Regions from separate parts of the Hordeum vulgare genome. Here region 2 is linked to region 1. Evidence: chromatin contacts called from public Hi-C data. All regions are on one chromosome and are shown on one strand. The core of a region is the stretch at or near the end of the contact, and the rest is flanking DNA. Distances in the headings are between cores, read along the strand shown.

The links. A called contact is a pair of places that touch in the nucleus more often than the background predicts.
Region 2: a contact with region 1 is called in a Hi-C map of seedling, with 3 times the contacts expected there. The contact joins two enhancer-like sites. A contact is called at or near these places in 3 of 6 Hi-C or Micro-C datasets (leaf, seedling and an unstated tissue).

Annotation. Positions count from the first base shown.
Region 1 is chr5H:338,100,977-338,108,135 of MorexV3_pseudomolecules_assembly, forward strand. No RefSeq gene overlaps it. Among protein-coding and RNA genes, the nearest start is that of LOC123399258, 310 kb to the left of the region's middle. Within about 2 kb of position 3,320, at least 1 of the 3 cell types and tissues checked has open chromatin away from gene starts, as enhancers often do. A contact at or near this core is called in leaf, where this site is marked.
Region 2 is chr5H:338,451,482-338,458,640 of MorexV3_pseudomolecules_assembly, forward strand. No RefSeq gene overlaps it. Among protein-coding and RNA genes, the nearest start is that of LOC123452934, 19 kb to the right of the region's middle. Within about 2 kb of position 3,155, at least 2 of the 3 cell types and tissues checked have open chromatin away from gene starts, as enhancers often do. A contact at or near this core is called in leaf, where this site is marked.

The DNA.
Region 1 (7,159 bases), core at 2,070-4,569:
TCAGAGTCGCACGAGCCGGCCTTAAAGAAGTGGTCGGGCAAGTGTCTGCCCATCTGCACGTAAGTCATCGACTTTATAATATCCGAACAAAAGTTCAGACCCGGTAGCCCCCGAGCCTTAATTTGGTCGAAATGGCTGAATTAAGGGTCGAAACAAGTACCTTTTCAATCTGCAGGCTTTGAAGCAGGAAAATGAGAGTTTATCCAAAGATCTCCATCAGAGCCAGGCCGATTTAAAGGCCAGTAGGGCCGAGCTGGAATATGTGAAGAAATTTACTAGAGAAGCCCATGGTAAGGGACTTGATTTGCAGTATGCTGAATTTTCTCAAAATATATATTAATAGCAAAAAAAATGCTATAGCACGTGAATCAATAGGCCAAATGCAAAAAAGATCTAGATGCCTCTCGAGAAGCTCAGAGATATGCTGAATCACAGCTTGAAGTCGGTCAGTGCGTACCAAGGCGATGCCATTAAGAAAATAACAATCTCAAGGAAGAGAACAAAAAACAAGCTGAGGAAGTTGAGAGTTTTAAAACTCAATTGGCATAGACTCGATAAGAGAACCAGAAATAGAAAGGCGGTATGTTATGTAAGTAAAGTTCTGACCTGGAACTGATTCAAATTTTTTTGTGTTGATCATGAAAATTTGTTCCTCCTTTGGATTAGGTCTTTTGACTGGGCATCCTGAGGAGAAGGCCACTACCTTTGGGAGGCTATTGAAGGAACTGTCTATTATGGATGAGCATGCGCGGAAGGCTATGTGTAGTATGGTCAGAGCTTTATGGCCGAACCAAAACCCTCCGCAAGGGATGGCCGATCTTGCCGAGCAATTTACAGTAGCCCGCAGTCGCTTTGAATTGTGGAAGACCTCGGCCTACCGAGAAGGATCTCGGGAGGCATGGGATATGGTGAAGACCCTCTTTACCCGCCTAGATCGTGATCACATGGTTCGAGTTGGATCAGTGGGGCCACATGGGAAGAAGATTCCTCCACATTTCGTGTACGATCAGGTAATGCCCGCCGCGCGCTTGTCACAGGAGGAGTGCGCGTTAGATGCTATAATAGATCAACTAGATCAATCACCAAGTGTGTAATCGCCTGTAATGGTATTTGTGTGTTAAAGTACTTCCCTCCATATTTTGAAAAAAAATTCTTTAACCCGTCACCTCCTTCTACCTGCCCTGTTATAAACTGGGCAGTGTTTCGTACTTTGTATTCTGCAAAGGTAGAAATCAAATTTCCGATAACTAGGCAATCAGGACATGTGGTACTAACAGACAAAAGTTATACAGGTGGATTATGTTATATTATGACTAGGCGTAAGAAACATCTTTAGGAAAAACATGTTCCTTAATGGGTTCCCTTTTTCGGGGCTGCTACATAGGTTGTACTCGGTAAGGTTGTTTATCCGCTCAACACGGCCAGCGGTTTAATGATGCAAATTTTGCCGAATAGGTGGGCGTTGTCCTAGCCGATCAAGTTGTATCTCAAGAAGCGCTAGCTTTTGGCTTTACCCGTTTGAGGTACGTGTCCACGTGAACCGGTTGTAACAATCGCAACGGTGCTCCCTTCACCCTCTAGCCGAATACATCGGGAACATAGAGAGTAAGCACAAGAGATAGTCAACCCAGCATTGCTAAAATCTTAAGTCCAATTGATGCATACAATGGCAGGAATCGATGTTTTTATTTCAAGATGCATACATGAATAAGTGGGCATGACAAATATTTTTGAACAACTTGTTTAGGAGCCCCCAGGTGCTACTTGGTCATTCCATTTAACATATATGATTTAGTAAATGTCCGAGGGTGTTTGGTTAAGCTGAACATGCCGCGAGAACAGCTAATTATCTCTATAGGAAAAAATAAAAAATGTGGGTGATACGGGAAAAGGAAAGTGACGAAAAAGGGAGCATGATAGTGGTCTAGCTGTAAAAACGCCAAACGTGAGCTGCGTTCCGCGGGTTCGGCTCGAGGCGATTGTCTTCGGATTTACGCAGGCGATAAGCTCTTCCTATTAGGATTTCATCGATTATAAAAGGGACCTTCCACTTAGAGTGAAGTTTATGCTTCTGCTTCTCGGGGAGGCGTAGGACAAGTTCTCCGACGTTATATAGCCTTTGCCCGGACTTCATTGCTATGACAGCGTCGAGCTTGTTGTTGATAGAAAGCTCATCGGGCCAGAGCTATGTCACGCTCACCTTCCAATGCATCTAGGTCGTCTTGCCGATCTAGCTCGGCTTCTTTTTCCGCGTACATACACACCCGAGGTACGTCATGTATAATATCATAGGGGAGGACTGTTTCATCCACGTACACCATAAAGAAGGGGGTGTACCCTGTGGATCGATTCGGGGTGGTGCGCAAGCCCCATGGCACCGAGTCGAGCTCCTCCACCGATTGGCAATCGGAGTCTTGAAGGGATCGGACCAACTTGGATTTAATACCGCTCATAATGAGCCCATTGGCTCTTTCGACTTGTCCGTTGGTCTGCAGGTGGTATACGGAAGCATAATTGAGCTTTATGACCAAGTTTGCATACTAACTTTTACCTCCTGGGTGATGAAATTGGCCCCATTGTCTGTTATTATGCTGTGTGGAACACCATAACGATGTACGACACTGAAAATAGATTCGATTACTGGTTTAGCCTTCGCCGAGGTGATCGGCTTTGCTTCGATCCATTTGGTAAATATGTCAACCTTAACGAGGAGGTAATTCTTTTTCTTGGTCCCCCTTTAAGTGAGCCGACCATATCCAGACCCCATAGCGCGAAGGGCCAAATGATCAAAATTGTTCAAAGAGTTGTTGGGGGCATGTGGCTTTTGTTTGAAAAAAGTTTATACCCCGTACAACGATGAACGAGTGCGTGGACGTCCTCCCGGGCCGTCGGGTCAAGCTGCACTCCGGTGTGTTTACCACGCCGAGCTCTAAGGCCGAGGTGGGGACGAAGGTCCCATAGAAATCTCCTCCTCCTCCCTCATCTTCAGCGTGGTCCTTAAGAATAAATAGGAATCTAAATTTGTCTACGTGAGAATTTAAACCCACGTGTTGGGTTTGCACATCCACTTCCCCAACGAGTCGAGCTAGACCCACTCCCCGTCATTGAAAAACTATATCCAATGAACAAATATGTTCCCAAATTGCTCACTGAAACAGGTATTAGAACGGGAAACTGACAGACTGGAGAGGGAGGATCATGTGTATGCCAAAAGTGCAGAATTCATTCTTTAAAAGAGATAATATCACTTATGTAAAGGTCACGGGTCATTATCTCATCATCAAAGACTAAACATCACTAGACTGGAGGGGGAGGATCGCCTTGCCCGGCTCCAAGAAACTGATTGGCTAATTGCAACAGTTGGTCAAGCTCAGCATGGCCCATCAGGATATTGAACGGGCCATCTCCCTGACCATGGTGCTCTTCAACGTTCTGGTCATTTACATCGTAGACTTGATCTTTCACGACCACCTGCTCTTCCACTAAAGGCATGGCCACCTCTTCATCCCCAGCTGAAGGCGCGACCATCACCGGCTGTTGCTGCGCGGCCACCACCTGCTCTTCATCCCCAGCTGAAGGCGCGACCATCACCGGCTGTTGCTGCGCGGCCACCACCTGCTCTTCATCCCCAGCTGAAGGCGCGACCATCACCGGCTGTTGCTGCGCGGCCACCACCTGCTCTTCATCCCCAGCTGAAGGCGCGCCCACCACCTGCTCTTGCGGCACAGCTGAAGGCCCGCCCACCACCTGCTCTTGCGGCACAGCTGAAGGCGCGACCACCACAGCCTGCTGCTGCTGAGTTGAACGCACGGCCACAGACTGCTGCTGGGAATAAGACACCGTCACGGCTTGATTCTGAGCCATCTGCGTTGGTGCATATCCTTGCACTAGCACAATGCAAAATGGGGATGAGGAACTGAAGCTTGTAAAGGCGAACTGTCAGTTCTTTCAAAGCAGGAGTCGCTTCTTCGCCCTCCATCATGACAGTAGCCATCAAGTCATGAAGCGCACTCACAGCTGCCTTCAGCTACAAGATACCAAAATGATGTAAGTAGGGGCCATATTTGGTTACTACTCCTACTTGCCAGTACAGCACTACTATCTCTATTTCAAAATAGTATTACTGTCCATTAGTACTAACCATATTGTGAACCATACTAATATTTTTCTCCTGTTCAAAATTATCATATATTTCATATATTATCTAATAAAACTAGTTTAACGTTGTAGAGTAGATGTTATCACATTTTTATATGTTTGGTACATTAGAATAATATAAGAGGACATACCCTTCCGGCTAGAAAGAATGGCTCATTTCCCAGTTGTGCAATAGCCTGGAGTTCGCGACCCAAGTTCGTGGCATGGTATGTTGCCCCCTCGTTCAAACGCAGAAGTGCCAGCGTGCCAATTGCTTCTTTTGCCTGTTCAGTGTCAACATATGTAACAAATGAAGGATGTCCTTGCAAAAACAGAAACAAAAACAATTAAGGACTGATAGATACTACCTCTGCACTTATCACCATCTTCCAGGAAGGCAATTTAACCTGACTGTTCCCAGCTTGCTTGGTAGCCGCAGCTCTTGGTCTCTTCTTAGAGGCAGACTCATGAGAAAGGGCTTCCACCTTTGCACGCCAGTGCGGCGTCATCTTGGGACAGCTCTCTCGTAAGTGTTTTCCCATATCCTGTCCTACTCTGTCAGTGGTCATCTCGTGCTGGCATAAGATACATCTCAGTTTTACCTTCTTCGAGACTCGGCCAAGGTGCACACCAAAAGCCCACAACCGGTTTGTGGTACCACTAGGATTAATGTGTCTACAAATGTAAATACATAATTAATGAGATAAAACGCCTTGTGTAATAAATGCAGAATTAGTCTCAAGTTGCTGCGTGCTTACCCTACAACCTCTGGAAAGTGCGATCTCATATAATCCATAATGAGTTCCACAACATTACGAGGGTGGCTCGTTAACAATTCAGTATAGCTACATCAGAAAACAAAAATACCAATTAGGAAACATAATTAAAGTGAATCAGATTCTTTTATGTTAGATTAATATAAAAGGCATGAAAAAACACGCTGATAATGTAGTCCCCCGCAAAAGTAGATACTGAAGCCAACAAATTTAAATTAAATTGTTGCTAAAATTCTCTTAGAATCTATTGGGAAAAAGAATAAAATCTACTTTGTTTCATCATAAAAGATGCTTTTCCTATATATATATATATATATATATATATATATATATTGTTCTAAGCTATAAACTTAGACAAGATTGATTAGGCAGCACTTTAATTAATTTCAAATGGAGAGACTGTTCCATCAGAATCCATTTTATTTGATATAACGAAATGTTATTAACTAGTAAGTCTGGTAACAAAAACTAACTAACACCAAATGTCTGATTCTTGGTATGAATGATATTATTTATTGGACTAAACAGATAACATATACGTATGATGTAGTAACACTGAAGTAGGACATGAGATTGGCTTAGAGTTACACACACCTTGGGTCCCTGGTAATACTTCCCCAGATAACATCCAACTGTGACCTCATCTCATCAGTGTCAGCGAACTGTGAGGCCACGTGGCGAAGCGGTGCAATGTATCCCTGGTGGAAACGAATGGCCAACGACCTCGATCCACTTTGCAAGAGACGTATCAGCCGTCCCCTGCGACAGTACAATAGTAATCTGGGATGCATATCCACAGAGCTGCCATACATCGCTATAATTTGCCTGAGATATCCCTCCAGGGTAGTCCATTGTCCGCTTCTTGCCATGTGATCGATCCCTTCTGCCACTGTTCTGCATACGAGAAGCCTGGCAGATCATATAAGAAAAAATAAGACGCGGTGGAAGATTTTACACTATGAAGCTAACAGGTATGTGTAGAATATCAATCCATACGTTAGTAAGGATGTTAACCAATTTCCCATTACACAAATTAAATAATCACAAACCGGAAGTTTGATAAAATTCTAGTGGATAAAGTTAAAAAGGATGCGTAATTTTGCAATGACATGTTTTAGAGCAACTCCAACGGGAGACTCATTTCATCCGTCGCCGTTTGTTTGGGTCCGTGCGAACAAAAAGATGACCTGACACGCCGACCCAAATGGACGCACGTTCGATTTTTTGTCAGCCTACCGACCCAATCCCGGCCCAATTTTGAGCCTGATTTGCGTCGGTGTGGACACAAAGCGGACGCGTGCGTCGCCGCGCCTACTCCCCTCACTGGCCCGCAAAGCAGCGGCAAAGCGGCCATTTTTTCCCTCCATTTTCCCCAAACCCTCCCGCTCGCTCCCGCGCCCGCTCCCACCGCCATGGACGACGACCTCGAGGCCACGGCCGCCATCGCCTCCTCTCGCCCGCCGCCGCCGCCGAAGGAAGAGGCAAGGCCCGCGCCCCCCGTAAGGCCGTCGCACCGCCCAAGAAGAAGATGGAGGAGTTGACTCCCGAGGAGCGGGTCGTGGAGTCGGCCAAGAGGAAGGTCCGAAATCACGTGCGGAATGCAAGGGGCGAGGCAGCCGCCGCCGCCGCGCAGCAGGAAGACACCAATGTTCGGGTGAAGGCGGCAACGAGGGAGGCCTTGTTGTACCTAGGGGTAAATCCTGGCCAGCACGGGCTTGTCACCATCGTTGCCGCGACCGCGGCCAGCACGGGCTCATCAGCATATCCTCCGATGATGCTACCGGAGTCACCGCGCGCGTCTTCCACGCAGCCGGTTCCCGGCTTCTACGTCTACCCGCAAGGCAGCCGCTTCTCCGGGGAATGCTCGTCGGAGGTGAGCATTGTGGCCCCTACCGCGCCCGTGCCGGTGACCATTGACCTCAATGACACGCCGGTGGCAGGCAGATCATCATCCGGAGGCATGAGGAAATGCCAGCGCGAGATGCCAGCCGACATGCTCACCGGCGCCCGCAATCTGTTCGACAGAATGCCGACGGCCATCGACGATGACACGGCCAACCGTTTCTACGAGAACATGATCTTCAAAGGCGGTGCGCCGACAGCTGGTGCTTAATCCGCGGCTATGTACGATCCCGATGAGACCCAAAACCAGGACTGCCAAGCACTATTCATGCAAGCCACCAATGGTCCACATGACGGCTTCATGCAAGATCAGGCCGGCCTAGACGGCTTCCCGCTCGACCATG
Region 2 (7,159 bases), core at 1,905-4,404, 350 kb after region 1:
GTACCTACGGAGGTAGTTCGCCTAAGCGGGACTACCGCTTATAGGCGGTAGTACCTCGCCCTACTGTTGCCCACAGTTCACCGAGAGTTTCTAGACCACAAAGAGGAGATGTAGTGTCGCGGTAGTAAGAAGCGGTACTACCGATTAGGAGTGGTACTACCTTGCGTTACTATCGGCCAAAAACTGTTTAGTCCGATGCAAAAAAGTTGAGACTCCAAAGACAGCGGTACTCAATGTGGCACTAGGTAGAGCTACTATCATCCTGGGGCGGTAATAGCGACAGCCCAGAGCGGTAATACCACTTACGAGGTAAGCGGTACAACAAATGTTGAAGAAACTAATTTTAAAATCTCGAACATTTTTAAATTTTTCCGAACAATTTTTTTCAAACCAAGGATAATTTGGAAATCATGAATAAAATATGAAAATACGAACACTTTTTGCGTTTTGTGAATAAAATTTTGAACCTAAAAACTATTTGTAAACACTTTTTGCGTTTTGTGAACATTTTATGAAGTCACAAATAGAAAAATTTGAAAAGACGAACATTATTTTACATGTGAAACAATTTTTGAAACTGTAAACATAATTTAGAAAAGGCAAACATTAGTTTTCAAATTTACCAATGGTGTTTGAAAATCTTGAACATTTTATGAATTATTGTGACAAAAAATAAAAACTATAACATTTTTGAAATTTTGATTTCTTTTTAAAAACGCAAAGATTTTTCAAACTTCCAATCATTTTTTAAAAGGTGAACATGAATTTTAGAATAAAATTGACCACATGAATTATTTTTTAAGTTTTCAACAATTTATGAAAAATGCAAACTTTTTTGAGATTTATGGTTTTTTTAAAATACATAGATGTTTTGAGAAAATATAAACTTGCCAAAAGAAAGGTTAGAAGAAGTGAAAAAAAAGGAAAAAAAGAGAGAAGAAAAAAAAAACACTAATAAAAGCGGTCCACCTCAGGATCCCTTAAACGCTTAAGAGACCGGCCCACCTCAGGATGCTCGCTCGATCTTCTGTACATAGTCCCAACAGTTTGCCGCAACGAGAGGCAAATAGTATTTTCATATTTCTTTTTCTATGAAAAAAACTTCGAGTCTATTCATCTTCAATCATGATAGTACAACGAAAACTAACAATAATAAAAATTACATTCTGATCTGAAGACCACCTAGCAAGGACTATAATCATTGAAGTGGGCGGAGGCGCGTCGCTGTCATCGCCCCTCCCTTGTTGGAGTCGGGCAAACGTTATTACAATAGACAGTCGGGAAGTCGGCATGCTAAGGTCCAATAGAACCAACACACCAGAACAACAACCGCCGCAGATAAAAAGTGTCAATCGGAATTATCCAACCAAAAACCACACGAACAAAGATGAATGACGAAGAGATCCGAGCAAATCCATCAAAGATAGATGCATCGGAGACACCTCCACACACCCATACACGATGCTAGACGCATCATGTGGACGAGGGCTGGATGGGGAAACCTTTATTTCATCTTCAAGGAGCCGTCGCTATCTCGCCTTCATGAGTAAAATACAAACCCTAACAAAACTCGATGAAAGATCTAAAAACAAAGTCATGCCACCGACAAGGACCGAGATCCACTCCGCCTCCATGGCCATAAGGACACCGGAGACGGGGCTGACCAGCAACGATGCCCGCGGGAGGTGGTTGAGCCTTAGCTTTTTTGGGGCGGCGGCTAGGGTTAGGTAGGCATGCACGGGCATGATGGTTGCTTATTCAATTGTTTGTTGATTGGGCGATGGTGTTTTTCATGTTCCATGTCATAGAATTTTCAAGGGTTGTTCCATATCATAGTATAAGCTTCACGAGAGCGATTAACTGAAGGTTACACTTTGTGGGGCCTCCAGAGGTCAATTTTGGTGACATGATAGCACGCCAAGTGGTGTGTCTAATCATCGCACATGTTTTTCTGGTTTTAGATGTTTCATTTTTATTTTTATTTTTTGTTTTGATTCTTTTGTATGTGTTTTTTCTGGTTTTAGATGGTTTTTGGGAGGGGGGTTCAATATTTGCCCAGTTATCTCTTGGTTTTGGAGGAAAAAATTATAGATATATATTTGCGTATAAAAAAAATTATGCTTCCATGAGAAGCATATATTTTCTTCTTGTAAAGACATAAAATTTGATTATGCAAGATGCAGAACTGTGCTTCTAGAAAAAGAAAAAATATAATTTCATAAGAAACACATATTTGCTTTTTATGCAGTCATACATTTTCTTACATGAGCCGCACAACTGTGCTCATTAAAAAGGGAAAAGATTATGTTTCCATGAGAAGCACAAATTTGCTTGTTTCTCGGGAAAAGAACTTCACAACAAGCATAAATTTAGTGCTCCTGGAAAGCACATATTTTCTTCCGTTAGAATCACAGTTGCACTTCTCAAAAAATGGGGGAAGATCTATGCTTCCACGAGAAGCACATAATTGTTTGTCGAGGAGGCGCATATTTACTTTCGCGAGAAGCATAACTGTGCTTCTCGAAAAGGTAAAAATAGAAGAAGAAAAACTGAAATAATGCTTTCGCCTTTGGTTTTTTCTTTTATTTTTTTGTTTGCTGATTTTGGGGTTTTATTCTTTTTCTCGAGTTTTTTGGTTTCTTTTTTTTTGTTTTTTCTGAACAAAAGCTCATTGAGACGTATAAATTTGGAATTTAATTTCGAACATCTTGATGCGAGAAATTCCTCGATGAAAACAGCTTGAAATTTGGACGTGCGGTCCAAAAGATAAAACATTTTAACTAAATAAATTTTCAAAATATAGAAGAACTCTTAGGTTACGAACCGACGCACTTATGTGCCACTTGTCAGCGTCTAAGAAAGTGGAAGTGACTTTGCTATTTTTATTTTTGAGAAGAAGGTAACCCTTGAAATTAACTAGTGATTTCCATGCTTCATCTCGAGAAGCTGGGCAGAAAAGGCCTAACACGAGCAAGCCAATAAGCCCACCACCAGGAAGGCCGAAACAGGGCAGCACACGCAAGCCCGAATCTTGTCTAAAAAAAAAAGCGAGCCTGAATCGGCCGATCTCTCTCCATCCAAAGAAAGTGCCAGCAGGGTTCGAGAGAGCTGCTCTCTAACGATGGGGATGCTTTTGTACGCCGGTAGCCTCGCGCTTCGCCGGTCGGCTTCTGCACCCGATGCCGTGGTCTCATGCTTCTTGGGCCATGCTGGATGCAGCAACCCCGCCGCTGGCTTCCCGCTCCACCGACGGCCTCTCGGCTCTCGCTTCTTCAGCAACGGCAGCCGTCCTAGATCCAGCAACACTACGATACGAATTGCCAATTGGTAGGATACGGCCCCCTCCAACCGGTTAGGAATTGCCACGTTATATAGTTTGGTTGCAAAGATGAAAAATGGTCGGTGATAGCCATTTATGTGTTTGGTTGAGAGAATTATGGGTGGGCAGGTTTTTGGGTTGACCTCTTTGTTAGAGGTGGTGAGATTACGCATATGACATGCAATACATATTGTTTGAAGAAAATGTTGGAAATCCCATGCTATAAAGATAATACATTATTTCAAGAAAAGGCTATGTCAAAATGAAAGGACGTTGATAACCACCACACGTGTGGTGTGAGTAATATACGATTACACGCTCCATGATCACAGATTGGACCATGTCACCGTATGCATGCAGAAGTGACGAAAATGATGATCTTACTATGAATCTTTCGTCTTTTCAGTTTTTTAAATGCTTTACCTTTTAAATAAAAATTTAATTAAAAAAAATTCACCATTAAATCTGTTGCGACGAGATTTTGAAACTAGATCACATCGCTTGTCTCAGCTGGGAGTTAATCTTCCGAATGACTCGGTTATTGACAGAATCCTTGAGTCGTTTCCACCTAACTACAAGAGCTTTGTGATGAACTACAATATGCAAGGGATGGAGAAGTTCATTCCTGAGTTATATTCGATGCTGAAATCAGCAGAGGTGGAAACCAAAAAGGAACATCAAGTGTTGATGGTGAATAAGACCACCAGTTTCAAGAAAGGCAAGGGTAAGAAGAACTTCAAGAAGGACGGTAAAGCAGTTGCCGCACCCGGTAAAGCAGTTGTCGGGAAGAAGCCCAAGAATGGACCCAAGCCTGAGACTGAGTGCTACTATTGCAAGGCAATCACTGAAAGCGAAACTGCCCCAATTACTTAGCGGATAAGAAGGCCGGCAACGTCAAAGGTATATATGATATACATGTTATTAATGTATACCCTACCAGCGCTAGTAGTAGCTCCTGGGGTATTTGATACCGGTGCAGTTGCTCATATTTGTAACTTAAAACAGGAGTTGCGGAATAAGCGGAGACTGGCGAAGGACGAGGTGACGATGCGCGTCGGGAATGGTTCCAAGGTCGATGTAATCGTCGTCGGCGCGCTACCTCTACATCTACCTTCGGGGTTAGTATTAAACCTTAATAATTATTATTTAGTAGCAGCTTTGAGCATGAACATTGTATACGGATCTCGTTTGATGTGAGATGGCTACTCATTTAAATCTGAGAATAATGGTTGTTCTATTTATATAAAAGATATGTTTTATGGTCATGCCCCGCTGGTCAATGGTTTATTCTTAATGAATCTCGAACGTGATGTTACACATATTCATAGTGTGAGTACCAAAATATGTAAGGTTAATAATGTTAGTCCCACATACTTGTGGCACTACCGCCTTGATCATATCGGTGTCAAACGCATGAAGAAACTCCATATAGATGGACTTTTAGAGTCTCTTGATTTTGAATCATTTGACACGTGTGAACCATGCCTCATGGGCAAGATGACTAAGACTCCGTTCTTCGGAACAATGGAGCGAGCAACCAACTTGTTGAAAATAATACATATTGATGTATGCGGTCCAATGAGCGTTGAGGCTCGCGGTGGCTATCGTTATGTTCTCACCCTCACTGATGACTTAAACAAATATGGGTATGTCTACTTAATGAAACACAAGTCTGAGACCTTTGAAAGGTTCAAAGAATTTCAGAGTGAGGTAGAGAATCAACGTGACAAGAAAATAAAGTTCTTGCGATCTGATCGTGGAGGAGAATATTTGAGTCACGAGTTTAGCAAGCACTTAAGGAAATGTGGAATTTTTTCACAACTCACGCTGCCTCGCACACCTCAGCTTACAGTGTGTCTGAACATCGTAATCGCACTCTATTGGATATGGTGCGATCTATTATGTCTCTTACTGATTTACCGCTATCATTTTGGGGATATGCATTGGAGACTGTTGCATTCACTTTAAATAGGGCACCGTCTAAATCCGTTGAGACAACACCGTATAAATTATGGTTTGGGAAGAAACCTAAGTTGTCGTTTCTGAAAGTTTGGGGATGCGATGCTTATGTCAAGAAACATCAACCTGAAAAGCTCCAACCCAAGTCGGAAAAGTGTGTCTTCATAGGATACCCTGAGGAAACTATTGGATATACCTTCTATCTCAGATCCGAAGGCAAGATCTTTGTTGCCAAGAATGGATCCTTTCTAGAGAAAGAGTTTCTCTCGAAAGAAGTGAGTGGGAGGAAAGTAGAACTCGATGAGTTAATTGTATCCCCTCTCGAACTGGAGAGTAGCGCAGCGCATGCAAATGTTTTTGTGGTGCCTGCACCGACTAGAAAGAAAGTTAATGATGATGATCATGAAACTTTGGATCAAGTAACTACTGAACTTGGTAAGTCCACGAGGACACGTTCCGCACCAGAATGTAACGTGCATTTCTGATGTAACGTGCATTTTCTATGATTTTCCATTTGAAAACACGGAGAAACAGTTGTCGGGCCTGACACAACGTGCGTTTGGTGTACGATTTCGTTCAAATTTTGCATGAGTCATTTGTATGTTCATCCTCACTTTCTAGCAAATGTTGGATAGATTTGATGAACGTATGCATGTACATCATGTGGAACCCACGGGCGTCGGTAAGGGTGGAAAGGGTGTTATAATGCGATGATGTTTCTTTGACTCATGAAATAGATCCAAATTTTTTACACACATCCTAATGATCATCGCAAGGAGGCACGCCAAATGTTTTTAATTTCTGACATTCCGTGCATTTTCTATGATTTTCCATGCGAAAACACGAAAAAACAGTTGTCAGACGTGACACAACGTGCGTTTGGTGTCCAATTTCGTTTAAATTTTGCGTGGATCATTTTTATGTTCATTTTCACTTGCTGCTAAAAGTTGGGTAGATTTAATAAAAGTATGCATGTACATCATGTGGAACACACTAGTGTCAGTTAGGGCGGAAGAGGTGTTATAATGCGATGATGTTACTCTGACTCATGAAATGGTCCTAAATTTTTTTCGCATGCCCTACTGATCATCACAAGACGACACGCCAATTTTGTTAAATTTCTGATATAACGTGCATTTTTATGATTTTTCATACGAAAACACGAAAAAACAGTTGCCAGACGTGACACAACGTGCGTTTGGTGTCCGTTTTCGTTTAAATTTTGCTTGGGTCATTTGTATCTTCATCCTCACTTGCTGGCAAAAGTTGGCTAGATTTGATGAACGTACATGTACGTCATGTGAAACCCACGAGCATCGGTAAGGACGGAATGGGTGTTGTAATACGATGATGTTTCTTCGACTCATGAAATGGACCCAAATAAATTCACACGTCCTAATAATCATCACAAAGAGGCACGCCATTTTTTTTTATTTTCTGACATTTCGTGCATTTTCTATGTTTTTCATGTGAAAACACGAAAAAAAAACAGTTGCCGAATGTGACGCAACGGGCGTTTTATGTTCGATTTCGTTCAAATTTTGCATGGGTCATTTGTATTTTCATTTTCACTTGCTGACAAAAATTGGGTAGATTTGATAAACATATGCATGTACATCATGTGAAACGCACACATGTCGCTAAGGACGGAAGGGGTGTTACAATGCGATGATGTTACTCAGACTCATGAAACGGACCTAATTTGTGCATAATTTTGGAATTTCAAATATGTATGAAATTTTTATAAAATTCAATACATTTTCCAAAGTTGCTAACAACTTCCCGACAATTTAGGGTTTAGAGTTTCAAATGCCAAAATTAAGGTTTAAGTAATAGTTTATCATTTTTCAAATAACAGATCATCAACTTTATAAAAAATTC